Linked DNA regions of Sus scrofa: region 1 is linked to region 2. A link is a contact called in public HiChIP or PLAC-seq data. All regions are on one chromosome and are shown on one strand. Each heading gives the region's core, a stretch centred on a gene start, on an enhancer-like site or on the middle of the called end of the contact. The rest is flanking DNA. Distances are from core to core; before and after follow the strand shown.

Region 1 (7,036 bases), core at 36-2,535, 100 kb after region 2:
GGGGTAGAGGAGCAAGAGAATGAATAAGAAGGTGGTAGTTGGATATAAAGACAAATGAATAGATGCAGTGAATTACACACCTACTCCTCAAATGGTGAGAATAAATATTATCTGCTTGGGTAATACCTCCTATGCTTTCTAGGTCTTAGTATAGTAAAATACTTTTCGATTAGAATTAAGAGGTTTTTTTGCCTCATCCCTACTTCTAGAACTCAGTGAATAGAAAAATGTTAATATCTCAGACAAAATGTCACTTAGAACCCATTAATAAATGTGATTACACAAGGGAATCATTGACCTGAGAAGAATTTTTTCCCTCAGCATGTAGTTTCCTTTTTCTAAATCAGATTCCCTGTTAGCATGTAAATACTCATGGCACTATAAATATGTGTTGTCTATTTTGGTTGATTGAATGTGTAATCAAACTGATGCTCTGTTTTCATTTCCATTTGTGGGGGTTGTCTAATGACATCCTCCAATGCTATTTGACTTATTCACTTAACATCTTGTCTGTTTAATGTGACCCAAATGTCCTGCACTCCCCTGAGGCTCTGGGCTGGGAAGAAGTCTAGCACCCTTTAGTTTACACTGGGCGCCACCATCCCTTAGTTTCTGGAAATTATCTGGGTCTGGTTGCTCCCCTCCTTCTTGTTACATGTCCACTTAATCTCCAAGTTGTGTTATTCCATTATATGACTATTGCCATGTTATTTATCTGTGTCCCAGACTGTGATGGTATTGTTTGGCACATGCACTAATAAGACCTCTTAGAGCCTGGGTTTTTAAGTCTTGATTCCCTGAAACCTTGTTTTAAATGAACTAATTCATATGTATTTTGGCTACGCACATCATTAGGCTAAAAAATCTTATCTGTATTGTCTGCCATTTTCTTGCTGTCCCCTTTCTGTAGGACTTCTGTAACTCTGCTGTCTCCCTTCTGGAAGACTTTGACAACATAATGGTAACACCCCTGCTGTCATTCCTTTTACTTTCTTTTCTTTTCTTTTTTTAAAGTGAACTTTTGTAGCATTACTCTTTGAACATCAAAATGAGAAGCAGGTTATTCCTCTATAACTGGTGATAATTACAGTCTTCATTTTACTGTTACTCACTTGGTTTATGTTTGAGACTGTAACACACAATCATGAATGCATTGACCATGTTCAATTTAATGGAATTTATTTCTGAAAGCTGTCCCCTTTGATTGCCTCATGATGTTCATCATACATGTGTATGGTGTAGAAACCAGTGGACATTCATGGCCTGGGCTTGGGACCATAGACCAGTTCGTGTGCCTTCATCTCAGTCCCAGTCTTGAACCTGTCTATTCCCGAGCTCTTGCTGTCTCTGTGGTAACTGACATCATTAGTCGAGGAACGCATGGCATGCTGACTCATAGGCCAATGCAAGACAATGGAAACTGTGGTTATGAAACATGCCCTTCTCATCACATCCCACTCACTAGTTCCTCCTAAATTCTCAACAGAACGCATCATCTCTATTTTCTTTCCGGTATGGAGGAGATGTTTTTTTGAGCATAGGTCTTGTGCATGCATGCCATGAGACCTCATCTCTATTGCTTTGCCTGGGCTAGCTAAGAATGCATGTTTTGCATTAAATTACTTATAGGTTTCTGTATCAGGTAGCCAACCCACAACATAAACCCAAGAAGCATTAGAATAAAAAAGAGCACACATCTCAGATGTGAATGTAAGTCAACTTGTTTCACTACCAATTTAATGGGTAACATTTTTATACATTGGTGAAAATATCCTTAACTGCATATCTAAGCTTTGAAAATATTTAGGTTATAAAATACTGTTAAATAGACAATTTCTTTAATAATTCTTTCAGCAAAGGAAAGTTTGGGGACTTTTCTGGAAAAAAAATTAGTTTTTCTGTCATTTTTTCTTGATACTTTTAGTGGACAGAGAAAAGGTGAGGTTTTTGTTTATTTAAAACTTTGAATTAAATTTATCAGATTAAAAAAATTGCAGATAGCTTATGTTTGCTTTAGGGCATTTATTGTTCTGATGATAATGTGATTCAAATAGAGTATAGTTTGCCTCTATCATTGATTTCAGTTTTTAAAAAATAGATAAAATATTTTGTTCATCAAGTATTTATAGTGAAAAGGTTATGTGATTTCTGTATTCATTCAACTACATGGAAATGTGTATATACATATCTTTGCTGTCCTTTTTACCGTTCTGATTTTCCTTTAATATTCTCCAATATTAGGAATTGAATAAATGTGTATACTCAACCAATCAATATGTTATATTCACCACTGATGGGGATGTTAATAGAATATATTGTAAGGGTTCATCATTGTATGAGGTGTGTTTATTTCAGAGTGAATCAGTTTGGAGAGCAGTTAATGTTACTGTTAACTGATTCCCTACCAAGTTAGATTTGATGTGAAAGCTTTATAAAAGAATCAAGCATAACTTGTCAACAGGACCTCTTATAACTATAGAATTTTCTGTGTATCTGTTGTCTTCAATCCAAATACACCAGTATAATGGGAGGACCATACCTTCTGATTCACACCATTTGTTATTTAGCCTTGGGCCCATTACTCAGTGCCTTCCAAACCAGAAGTCTCAAATAAAACCCTTTTTTGCTAGTTGATTCATAAAACATTACCCACTGGTTGGTGACTTTTTATTATTTATTATTCCTAAATCAGCATTTTCTGGAACAGAGTCACAAAACCTGGCAGTGGTTTTTTAGGTACAACTTGTCTCTTTGCTTGTAACCCTTAAATCCTAATGGAAAGATACTAAAAAGGGATTTTAAAACATCATTGCTAGTGAATTGAGTGGATAGAAACTTCCTCATCCTGAAATGCTGCTGATGGCAATACTTAAATTGGAGTTAAACCAATTCCCCTTTAGAAAGAGATCCTCACATTTTCTCTGTTGACAGAGTAAACTAATGAAGAGAACAAGACCCAAAAGAATGAAAATTATCTTTGGAGATGATTCATTAAAATTTTTAACTTATTGGATGCATTAATTTTAAATTATTCAAGAGGTTTTGAGTCTACATCTCTTTGAGCTCAGTACTTCTCTTGTCTAATTAAAATAAAGCACTAAGAGAGAATTGTTCTTAGGTCAGAAATGAGTCAGTATTGAACAGCACGGCTTTTTAAAAAGTTTTTAGAAAGTGGAAGTTTTAGAAAGTAGAATGGATTTATATTTCTCACCCCAAAGCAAGCCTATAAACAAACAAGAGAGACCACACGTAGGAATTTACCTCACGTAGCAATTTGGAGATGGGTTCGTGTCACTATCAGAATCTCCCAGTTACTGTGGTACTTCCTTAGCACATGTAAGTTGGGTACACAAGCCAGGGGAGCTGGAGCTGGGGCACAAGCATGTCATATTTTCTCTCCCAGCGATGTGCTCAAAGGCATGTGGCACCTGGCTAGACACAAACATTCCGTCAAAACCAGGCTGCTGATCTGCCCTTTTATCCACAAAAATATGAAATTAATTGTTTCAGTTATGCAGAATAAATCAAGCAAGGGGAATGAGCCACACTCCAGGTACTAATGCAGACAGAAAGAAGAAATCATTAAAATAACAAATGCTAAAAATTGAATTCAAAAGTGAATTTTCAGGAAGTTTCTATTGCGGCTTAGTGGGTTAAGAACCCGACATAGTGTCCTTGAGGATGCAGGTTCAATGCCTGGCCTTGCTCGGTGGTTTAAGGATCTGGCGTTGCCCCAAGCTGCAACATAGGTTGCAGATGCGGCTTGAATCTGGCGTTGCTGTGACTGTGGCATAGGCTGGCAGCTGCAGCTCTGATTCCATCCCTAGCCTGGGAACTTCAATATGCCACAGGTATAGCCCTAAAAAAGAAAAAAAAAATGAATTTTCAAAACATAAGATGATACTAAAAAATATGGAGCAATTGGAAGGCACTTAGTAAATTAATTTATGCTGAAATATAAATCCCAATTTACTCTGGAAGTTCTGTTTAACCAGTAAACTAAATTAAATCTTAGATGTCCTCAGTAGACATTTATTGAGCACTTATTACATGCCAGACAATGCTAGGAACTGATTTTTAAAAATCAAATAAAGCTTCGCTAGTTAGCAGAAAATAACAGATAAGTAGATTATGTATAACTAAGGTGACCATAAGTCATGATTTGCCAGGCATAGTCTCACTTTGCCCCTGTTCTCCTGGCCTGACCCAATTTGAAGGGTCTATGGTCCCTTCTTGAATGCAGCCCAGCCATCCCTACTAACATTTTAAGACTTCTACTAAATTTCAACTTTTAATTTTCTTACTCATTCCCACATTATAGTCCTCGTTTAGCATTTGTAAAATCTTTCAGGTTACTGAAGAACTTCTTGGTCATTCATTCTCTACTTAACAGATTGAACTCTTTCTACAAATTGAAATAATTTGTTCCTAGTCTTATTCTGGGAAAAACCAGAAAATAGCAGGATGTCATTTCAGTTTGGCCGAAGAGATGGATATTTTTCATTCAGGACAAATATGAACATAAAGCCCCTGAGGAGTGCTGGCCAACCTGATGTGTTTGTGATTTCCTCAGGGAGGATATTGAATATTTCTTACCTATACTACTTTAGTAGTGAGTTGAGGAGGAATTGGTGCTGAGAGGGAACTTAATATATTTACAAATAAACAGTTTACCTTTGGATTAAAAATGGTTCACAGAAGAATGCATGAATTTTAGAGTGTAAAAGCTGATTTGAAAATGTTCATCCCTTTCTCACTTTTTTTTCAGTTCTAGAGTTTTTATGTGAATGGTCATTTTGTGGTTTTAAAAATGTCGATAGTTTTTAATTCACATATCTTAAATTTCCAGTCTCAGTTGTTATTTTTTTTTCTTTTTTTTTTTTTTTTTTTTTGTCTTTTTGCCATTTCTTGGGCCACTCCTGTGGCATATGGAGGTTCCCAGGCTAGGGGTCGAATCGGAGCTATAGCTGCCAGCCTAGGCCAGAGCCAGAGCAACGCAGGATCCGAGCCGTATCTGTGGCCTACACCACAGCTCACGGCAACGCCGGATCCTTAACCCTCAGTTGTTATTTGTCAATAAAAGAGTGTTGCCCAGTAACTCAGGTGTTTCCCGTATTAGTGTTTTAGTTTTCCCCACACATACAAGTCGTAGTTTATTTCATAAGGTTCTTTAATAAGCAAAGGGAGAGTAATGAGTTAGAAAAGATCTGTTTTATGCATCTACATACAGCTGTCACATGCAGATCACAGTTTGTTTTCCTTTTAAGCCAAAAGATGACTACTTAGAGGAGATCTCAGGATTCTAACTCACATGAATAATTCATTTTTCTTTTCTTCTGTAAAAATGGTAATATACATATATTTGTCCCCACCAGGAAGCACAACACTTTGCTTTAGGGACTGTGGACAGTTCTTTCAGGGAGCACTGATTAGAGGAGTGACATTTAAAGATCTGCTTGATTCAATTATTCCTTGGCTTTGCGTTTGGAGGATCAAGAGTCATTTGGATACTTTGGGCCAATAACTTGTAGGCTCCAGATGGTCACTGCCATGGCATGGGCTCTCCTAGAGGAAGTTTGGACTATTTTTCTTAGATCCAAGCAAATAGAGATATAATCGCACTTAGATTAGTCAGCTCAGGGCTAAGAGTATCTTCATGGTACCCTATGCTGGAAAGTTAGATTCTTGCTGAAGCAGTTACCTACACATACCATAGTCGATGCTCTCAGAAATTCATCTTTAGCCCATGTGTGGGTAGATAGTCACTTCAGAGAGGCTGAAGTTTCTTAAATGTGCTCAAGAGATTTTATGTGGGACTCAGAGGAAAAGCTCTACCATCTAATGATTATATTTCACTTCCAAATCTCATTAACAAGTCTTAATAGAGATTCTTCTTTTGGTTTCTTACTGAGGTGAGTTTAAAAGGCTATAAGTCCCTAAAGAATAGGAATATAGTGAGATTTAAAATTTTTTCATCCTTGATATGACATGGGGAGGCATCTCGTCATAATGGAAAAAATGCTAGGGTTTGGAGGCAGATGAGATGAGTGCTAATGGCTCGGCCAGGTCTAGGGGTGTGAGCTTGCTAAGCTCTTTAGGCTTTTGAAAATGGGGATGATGTTCCCTCCCTGCAGAGTTCCCATGAAAAGAAGGGAATAAGAACAAGAAGCCCAGTCCCTGGCACATTATGGATGCTTAATAATTGTTGGTGTTCTCCCTCTTAGGCTAGATGTCTATACCTTCCTCCCTACCAAAAATATCTCTACGCTTTCCAAGAACATTAAAATTGTTTTATGTAACTACATTTTAGCACTTAAAAAAAAATGAAGACATCTATGATACAAAACAATAGTAAAATATCCTAGAATAAGCTCCATTCTTTGTAACTAGTAAGTCCTGAAAAAACCAAGGGGTGGTCGGAAGCAAGACCTCTTTCTATGATTATTACTGCAGGCTTCCATGAAACAGCTTCTGTTGCCAAAACATAAAATATATACGGCCGCTCTTAAGAATATATTTTATTTTCCTAAGGCCAAAGCATTTATTAAGACTGGTGAGCAGATGTTAATTGGTTTTACTTGATATCATAGTTGGTTGGAACTGTATTTGATATTAGCTTATTATATATTTTTATCGTTTCTATTGATTATTAGGGTCATCAGAGATACCAAATTCATCCCTTGGATACACGGCTAAATAGGCAATTTTAGGTCACTCTAAAGACACATGTAGCACATGTTCTATTTATGGGCACTGGAAGAGGCTAGTCTGTGGTTTCAGATTTCGCACGTAGAGACTTGTGCCTTTTAGCCTAGAGGGGTGTCTGTACCCTGGAGTGTACAGGAGAGCTATCTCAGAGCCTCTCTGATAAGCAGACCATTGATTATTTTGGCTTGTGTTTATGTATGTGTTGTCACTGGGGACATCGGTAGTTGTCTTTGGAAGAAATAACAAGTGCAACAATGTCTACTGTTAATAGGAAATTTATAAGGAATAGCATTTAATGAAGTTTGGAAATGTGCAAGTGCCGTTCTCA
Region 2 (6,944 bases), core at 3,938-6,437:
GATTTCAGTAAACATTTAAAAAAAAATTTTTTTTTTTTGGCCATGCCCATGGTACGTGCAAGTTCCCAGGTCAAGGATAGAACCTGAGTGACATCAGTGATCATGCTGAATCATTAACCCACTAGGGAACTCTAAAACCTTATTTTCTTGAACCAAACTTCTCTTGGAAACATATCAAAGAGTCTACATGAAGAACACATCCTCAATTTTATTTTCCTGTGTGCACGAGTTTAGTGGTTTTCCTGTTCTTGGCTTTACTTATTCCTCACTTGATAACAAGAAGTTCAGTATAGCTTCTCCCACTGGAAAAGAAGTAGTGTCTAGAGGTGGGTGAGCCACAAGAGAGACAGCAGACAGTTAGCCATTAAGGAAGACAAAGAAAAGAGGCTGGGAGAAAATATTTGCGTATCACCTTTATGATAAAGGATTAAATTCAGAATATACAAAGAACTTTTCAACTTCCTAGTAAGACCATAAAAGGCCCAATTAAAAGGTTATCTGAAGATTTGTATAGATGTTTCACCAAGAGCACATGAAAAAATACTCAACCTTGTTAGTCATTAGGGGAATTCAAATAAAAACCACAGTGAGATACTATTTCACATGTACCAGAATGGGTATAAATAAAAAAGACAATGACAGATCTTGTGGAGGATGTGGAGAGATAGGAACCCTTGTATGTTGCTAATGGGAATTTAAAATGACGCGGCCACTTTGCAAACAGTTTGGTAGTTTTTTTAAAAGTTTAACCTAAATTTATATTATGACCCAACAATTCCAGTCAAAGTATCTCCTCAAGAAAATGAAAACATATGCCTATGCAAAGACTTACATACAAATGCTTGTATTAGCATTATTCATAACAGCTAGGAGTTAAATCAACCCAAATGTCAACTGATGAATAGATAAACCAAAGATAGTATAGTCACATAAGTGGAGTACTATTTAACACTAAAAAGGAGTGAAATGCAGCTGTAATACAAATGAATTAAACAACATTTTGCTAGGGAAAGGAGCCAGATGCAAAAGACCAAATACCATTTAAATGAAATGTCCAGAAGAGGCAAATCTTTTTAGAGGTGCAAGGTAGTTTAGGGCTAGGGGTGGGAATGGAGATTAGCTGTAAGAGCATGAGGAGTTTTGGGGGGTGCTAAAAACTGGATAATGATGATGATGGCACAACTCTATAAATTTATTAAAAATCATTTAAAATAGGTGAAAATTATGATATGTAAATTATTATTTATTTTTATTTTTTGTCTTTTGTTTTTTAGGACCGCACCCCGTGGCATATGGAAGTTCCAAGGCTAGGGGTCTATTCGGAGCTGTAGCTGCTGACCTACACCACAGCCACAGCAACGTGGGATCTGAGTCACATCTGCGATCTATACCATGGTACATGGCAGCGCTGGATCCCCATCCCACTGAGCGAGGCCAGGGATCAAACCCGCAACCTCATGGTTACTAGTCGGGTTCATTAACCACTGAGCCACAACAGGAACTCCCCCTGATATGTAAATTATATCTCAATGAAGTTTAAAAGGAGCAAAGAGCAAAGAAAAGGAGGAGAAACAGGGTCACAACTCAACCGTACAATGACGGATGAGTTTTCAAAACCAAGGAAAAGTACCTAATAAGCACATTCCCTATCATCTCTTGAAGAAAATAGTGGAATGCCAAGTTATATTTCACCAGAGTTCCACCACTTGAGGTAGGTGAGGGGCTTTGCTCCGTGATCTGGACAATTCATTTGTCCAGAAAGAAGAAAGAAGAGTTTCTTCTTTTAGAATTGACACTCTGTGGATAACGATTTGCACTTTGGGAGGGCTCCATCTTCCCATTTTCTTAATTCCTGTTGAAGTTACATGAGAGAGTTGGGTTTGAATTAGTTCAGGAATGAAGTTTGGCTTTTCTGGAGTCTGATTTGTTTTCTAGGTCTTAGAAATGAGATGTTTCATGCTCCTCCACTGGCTTCTGAATGTTTCCTCTTTCTGTCTTCATCTCCGGATGAAATGCTTCCCAGCTTTAGGCCTCAGCTCCTCCCTCATTCTTTCATTTTCTTTTTCTCAGGAGTGTTCAGGTCCCCTTGGATGCTCGGCCGTCACCTCCCTTCCATGATCTATCTCTTCTATTCCCCAGACTTCACTTGGTGGTTGTTAGAGGTTGCCGTCTGTCTGTGTTCCTCAAACTCAAATTCTCTAAACCTGAACTGTTTTTCTTTTTTTCAGCACACACCATCCCTGTCTGTGAATATTTGCTTCCTCTCTTGGTCGAGAGAGTTTGAAACCTCAGTACTTGATGGGATAGTTCTCTTTTCCTTGACTCTCACCTAGTCAGTCCCTTGTTCAGTCTTTCTGTTGCTTCTGTTACAATATCATTCCTTTGCTTCTGTCCTCACCTTACTACCCCCAGAGCCATCTTCTAGATTGAGGCCCTCCTGGTCTTGTGTGCCAGACCTCCTCTCTGGTCTTGCTGCCTCTTGCTTCTTTCCTCTCAACTCCCTCCTGTTTCTTGCTGCTAGATTCTTCTTTCTAAATGACCCATGTACTCCTGCTCTCTAACCCTGACTATGAGATGCTACGGAAATTCTTGAATTAAAATTGCTAATGAAACATAAGGAGTTATTTTTTTAGTTTTGAAGATCAAGACATGTGGAAGCCAAAAGATGCTGGGTTCTGATAATGAAAAATTGGCATTAAACTCTGGTGAAACCTGCTTGTCCCTTTGAATTAACCCTTTGTGTTCACCTGCTTGTCCCTTTGAATTAACCCTTCGAATCAGATGACCATAATGTCCACTCTGTAGACTCATTATGAGGTTAAATTAGAATATATGTTTATAAGTTATGTGCTTTGTAAGCATACTCTTTGCTCATGTTATTTTCATTAATCCTTGCCTAAATGAAATTCAAGATCATTTTCATCCTATTCTGTATATTAACTGCTGCCTCTCAGGGCCATGTCATATATTTAGCCCCCTGCTTTTCTTTATACCTATTTCTGCTGTCACCCCTCTTTCCCTACCTTGGAAATCTCTACCTTTCCTTCAGTGTGACCACAAACCGACATTAAGGTCATTTATTGGAAATCTACTCATGTTCCAGCCTCTGGAATTATAAAGATGAGGAGGGTACATTTCTGCCTTTTTAAGGAGTTTACAGTCCAGTTGAGGATCCAGAAGTAAACAGACCACAAAGTAGAGCGTGAGAGTTTGGGATGTTGTGGAAATCAAAGATGTCCCCAGGTGAGGAAGCAGGGATCAAGGAGGTTCCACGGCAGCTTTGATGCCTGGGTTGTGGCAGGTTTGCTAAAGGTCCGGTGAGAAAGGAGCACATGGACGTGCTGAGCGTGGCCCAAGATAACATGAGGTGACCTGCTGGGGAGGTGATGGTGGCCTTGAGTGGTGGAGAGCTGTGACAAATTTGAGGCATGTTGAGGAATTAGTGGCTGATTGATACTGGTGCAGAGGGAGGAAGAGTGTTGTGGCCTCCCAGTATTTGGCAGTGGGTATTGGCTTCTTTCACTGATGCTAGGGCCTGTGGGAGGAGCACACTATAGGATGGGTGGAGTTCAGATTTTGATTTGCTGATTTCAGAATGCCTCTGTAGTCTCCCTGTGATGTCTGCTAAGTAATTGAACAAAGATGTCTGGAGCTGAGGGAAATGCTCCTGGCTAATGATGTACATTGAAGGTCAACAGAGGATCCATGATAGAAAAAGTGATGGGAGTGAATGAATGAACCTGCCCAGTAGAGTGAGAACAGCAGAGGGCTGACGTCCAGGGAGCAGTTCTAGGAACAGGGAAGTGCCTGAAGGAGTGGTCACGAATTGAAAGGATCACCAAAAAAGATTAATGTCATGTGAGTTTAAGAGTTTAAGAAGTGAGAAGTTGTAACTAGTTTTATCCTGCAGGGCGGGGAAGCGCTGTAGCACGGACTTTAGTGACAAAGAGGTCACTGTTGGTCTTGCCAGAGCCGCCCATGTAGTGCTGTGTGTGGGTGTGTGTCGGGGGGAGTAGGGGCAGAAGCAGAGGGCTGATGAGGCTGATGACAGAGGGTTGAGTAATGCTTGTGAGGTGAGGAAGGGAGTGATTTCAGACAACTCTTTCAAAAAAAAAAAAAAAAATCATACCTGTGATGGGAAAAAGAAAAGGAGGGGGTGGGAGGTAGAGATGGATGTAGGACTGATAGAAGATTCTGCTAAGCTTCTTATTTACTGTCTTACATTTTAAAATATTTTCCTAGCTTGCCTAAAAAAACCCCCAAACAAACCAAAAAACCCCTTGCTTCTACCCTGAGCCAACTGCAGTGATGGTGTGGTGCCATCCCAGCTCTGTTGCCCTCCACTGTTTGAGCCTTCCTCCCCTCAATGGGTGTGATGATACAGCCAGAAGCAGTGACGTTGAGAATATTTATGAAGTATCTGGCACAGTTGCACAGAGTGTGGGTTGAGTCTTATGAGTTCCTATTGCGTGTTGTAGGGACACAATTTGGTGATTGATATTTGGGTGAAACTGAGTTCTTGCCATCTCGTTTATGCTGAGGCCGTTGTGTGGTTTGTGGTTTCAGCAGCCCAGTGTGGACTCAACTGATTGAGCTTTTTGCTCCAAGAACTTCCTTTAAGTTGCCTCTATGCCACACCTGCCTGTAGTCTTTCCTCAGTAGCAGCAGCACTGAAGCTCCCCCCGCCCGTGTGGTGTACAGTGGAGCAACTTTGCACCCTCTGCTCGTCCCAGAACCTGCAGGGTGTTGCAATGAAAATTGCTTCAGCCGTAGTAATGGGCTCCGATCCAGGACTTCACTGATGGGCGGCAGTCCTGTCCTGCCACCTACTGCTCTCCCAGCCAAGAACTGACGAAACCTCTCAAGAATGTGTTGTCTGTGGCAAGCCTGAGTTTCACAGCCATTCCTGAGGTTAGATGGTTTAATGCTTAGAGACCTTCTGTTTTTTTTTTCCAGCCACCCATTGATATCATCCCTGGATTATTTTATTAACTGTCTTGTGATGTTGTTGGTTGTCAGCTGGCTTTTTAAATGAATAAAATGAAGTGGTAGAAAGGGATGAATGTCAATGTCTCCTTTATCTTAGGCCTTGAACTTGGCCCTTGATTTGGCATGCAACACTCAGAGCAGCCTATGCCCTAGGTGTGTTTTAGTCCCATTTTCCTCCCCAAGTGGGAAGAGCTGAGGCTCAGACATGTTAATTAACTTGGCCCTGACTCACACAGCTAGTAGTGGGTAGGGTCAGGATTCCTATCAGATATGATGGAAACTGAATCTGCAGTTCTTTCCATTATCTTGCCCTGGAGTACAAATGCAGAGCAGTTCCAGGGTTGGTTTCAGAGGAAGTGGGAGGGGGAGAATAGAGCAGAGGCGGGGTTTGTTTTCCCTGTCAAGCTCATGAAGGAACTGCTCATCTTCTCAACTGGAGAGATGGTTTTGTTTGGCCTGAACCATGTGCAAAAATCGGGAAATTTCACTTAAGAATCCAGATTTGGATCGGATCTTGAACAAGGAGAAGCTCTGCCCACATGGAGTGTGAACCATCCCATGGCAGTAGCTGCCCCTTCTCTTTGGGAATGTGCTCTCCGGTCACCAGCTCACAGCATCCTCTGCTGATGTCCCTGAGCCTCCTCACTCCTCACTCAGGAGCACTGCTTTCCTGATCCTCTAGACACTCAATTTTGCAGCTCTTGGCTCATTTATCATGTCAATATTACAGATCAACCTTTGACCAGCATGGGTCAGGTGCCCTATGTTGACTGTAAGCATATCTTGCTTCCTCTAACCCCTCTCTGCCAATTGGTCTTGCTTCAGGGATTCTTAATCAGTGATTTTCCCAGTACCTCTTAGCAACCCAGAAAAAATGAAATGGCAGGAGATCTTGCTGCTTAGTGTACACCCAAGAATTAATTGTCACCAGTGAACTCTTCTCTGTGGCCAGCCCTCTCCTAAGGCCTCTAAGCAAGAACCCTACTGCTTTTGTGGTTGGGGAAAAAAATGGACATTCCAGGGTACAAGGAAGGAAAGGTTACTAATGGTGGAGCAGAGGCTTGAACCCTGGGTGTGTTAGATGCCCAGACCTCCTCAGTTTCCCTAGAAGGGAGGTGGGAAGACTGAGGAAGTGTCGGCATCCAGGGCCCCAAAGCGGCTGCCTTGGCACCCACAGCCCTGCTGTCATAATTGGCGGTCAGATCTCAGCATGGGCGGGGAGCCACTGTTCCAGGCCAGGCTGCAGAAACTCCCTCCTTAGCAGGAAGGCCCGGCAGGTGTGCCCTCCAGGCCCTGGCAATGCTTTTCTTCTCCCTGGCTTCCCAGGGTCTCATTATTGCCCTTCTTCTGGTCAAGATTTGGAAGATAAATGCTAGTTAAATTCTTGTGCAGCTGCTCATGATTTTTGGGGGCTGATTATTTGGTGGTGGTTTTCCGATGACAGAGTTGTGGTTAATTACCTCTCTTATTTGTCCTCCACTTTCCACTTTGTTCTTTGGAAGCTGTCATCTGGAATTACAAGAATGTCTGATCTGAGGTTTTGTTTTTTTGTTGTTGTTGTGTTATTTTGGTCACTTTCCTATGGAAAAGCTGGATTAAACCAGTAGATCATATGGGAATACAGCAAATTTCAGTGGAAAGATGTAAAGTTCACAAAAGCCATCTAAAGCAAAGCTTCTGATGAAAGGCACAGCCTCTCTTGCATTTTGGAATCACCTTTAACCTAAGAATCTTTCCCAATTTAAACCAGAGGAGAGAGAGAGAGAGAGTGTATGTGTATGTGTATGTTCCAGAACTGCTAAGATAGAGCTCTGCTGAAAGCCTTGGGAAGAAACAAGTTACCTCACTGGAGGTATAATTCTTTTTGTAATTGAATTAGGTCACTGTATTCATAAGGCACTTCATTAATGCAAGCTTGGAGTCAGTAACCCAAAGGTGCTGGAATGCAAAGCACA

Evidence for each region. HiChIP or PLAC-seq counts read pairs in DNA pulled down with a chosen protein or histone mark.
Region 1: a contact with region 2 is called in an H3K27ac HiChIP or PLAC-seq map of alveolar macrophages. The contact joins two enhancer-like sites. A contact is called at or near these places in 7 of 47 Hi-C or Micro-C datasets (alveolar macrophages, blood, embryonic fibroblasts and 3 more) and 1 of 2 datasets of contacts at active chromatin or transcription factors (alveolar macrophages).

What each region holds. Positions count from the first base shown.
Region 1 is chr13:91,588,671-91,595,706 of Sscrofa11.1, forward strand. MED12L (mediator of RNA polymerase II transcription subunit 12-like protein) reads left to right here. Exons shown (of 46, transcript XM_021069608.1): 40 at 911-961. Among named protein-coding and RNA genes, the nearest start is that of P2RY12, 67 kb to the left of the region's middle. Within about 2 kb of position 1,286, at least 13 of the 83 cell types and tissues checked have an H3K27ac peak or open chromatin away from gene starts, as enhancers often do. A contact at or near this core is called in alveolar macrophages and embryonic fibroblasts, where this site is marked.
Region 2 is chr13:91,482,299-91,489,242 of Sscrofa11.1, forward strand. The region is part of intron 16 of MED12L (mediator of RNA polymerase II transcription subunit 12-like protein); the gene reads left to right. All of the region lies in intron 1 of GPR87 (G-protein coupled receptor 87), which reads right to left. Among named protein-coding and RNA genes, the nearest start is that of GPR87, 13 kb to the right of the region's middle. Within about 2 kb of position 5,188, at least 18 of the 83 cell types and tissues checked have an H3K27ac peak or open chromatin away from gene starts, as enhancers often do. A contact at or near this core is called in alveolar macrophages and embryonic fibroblasts, where this site is marked.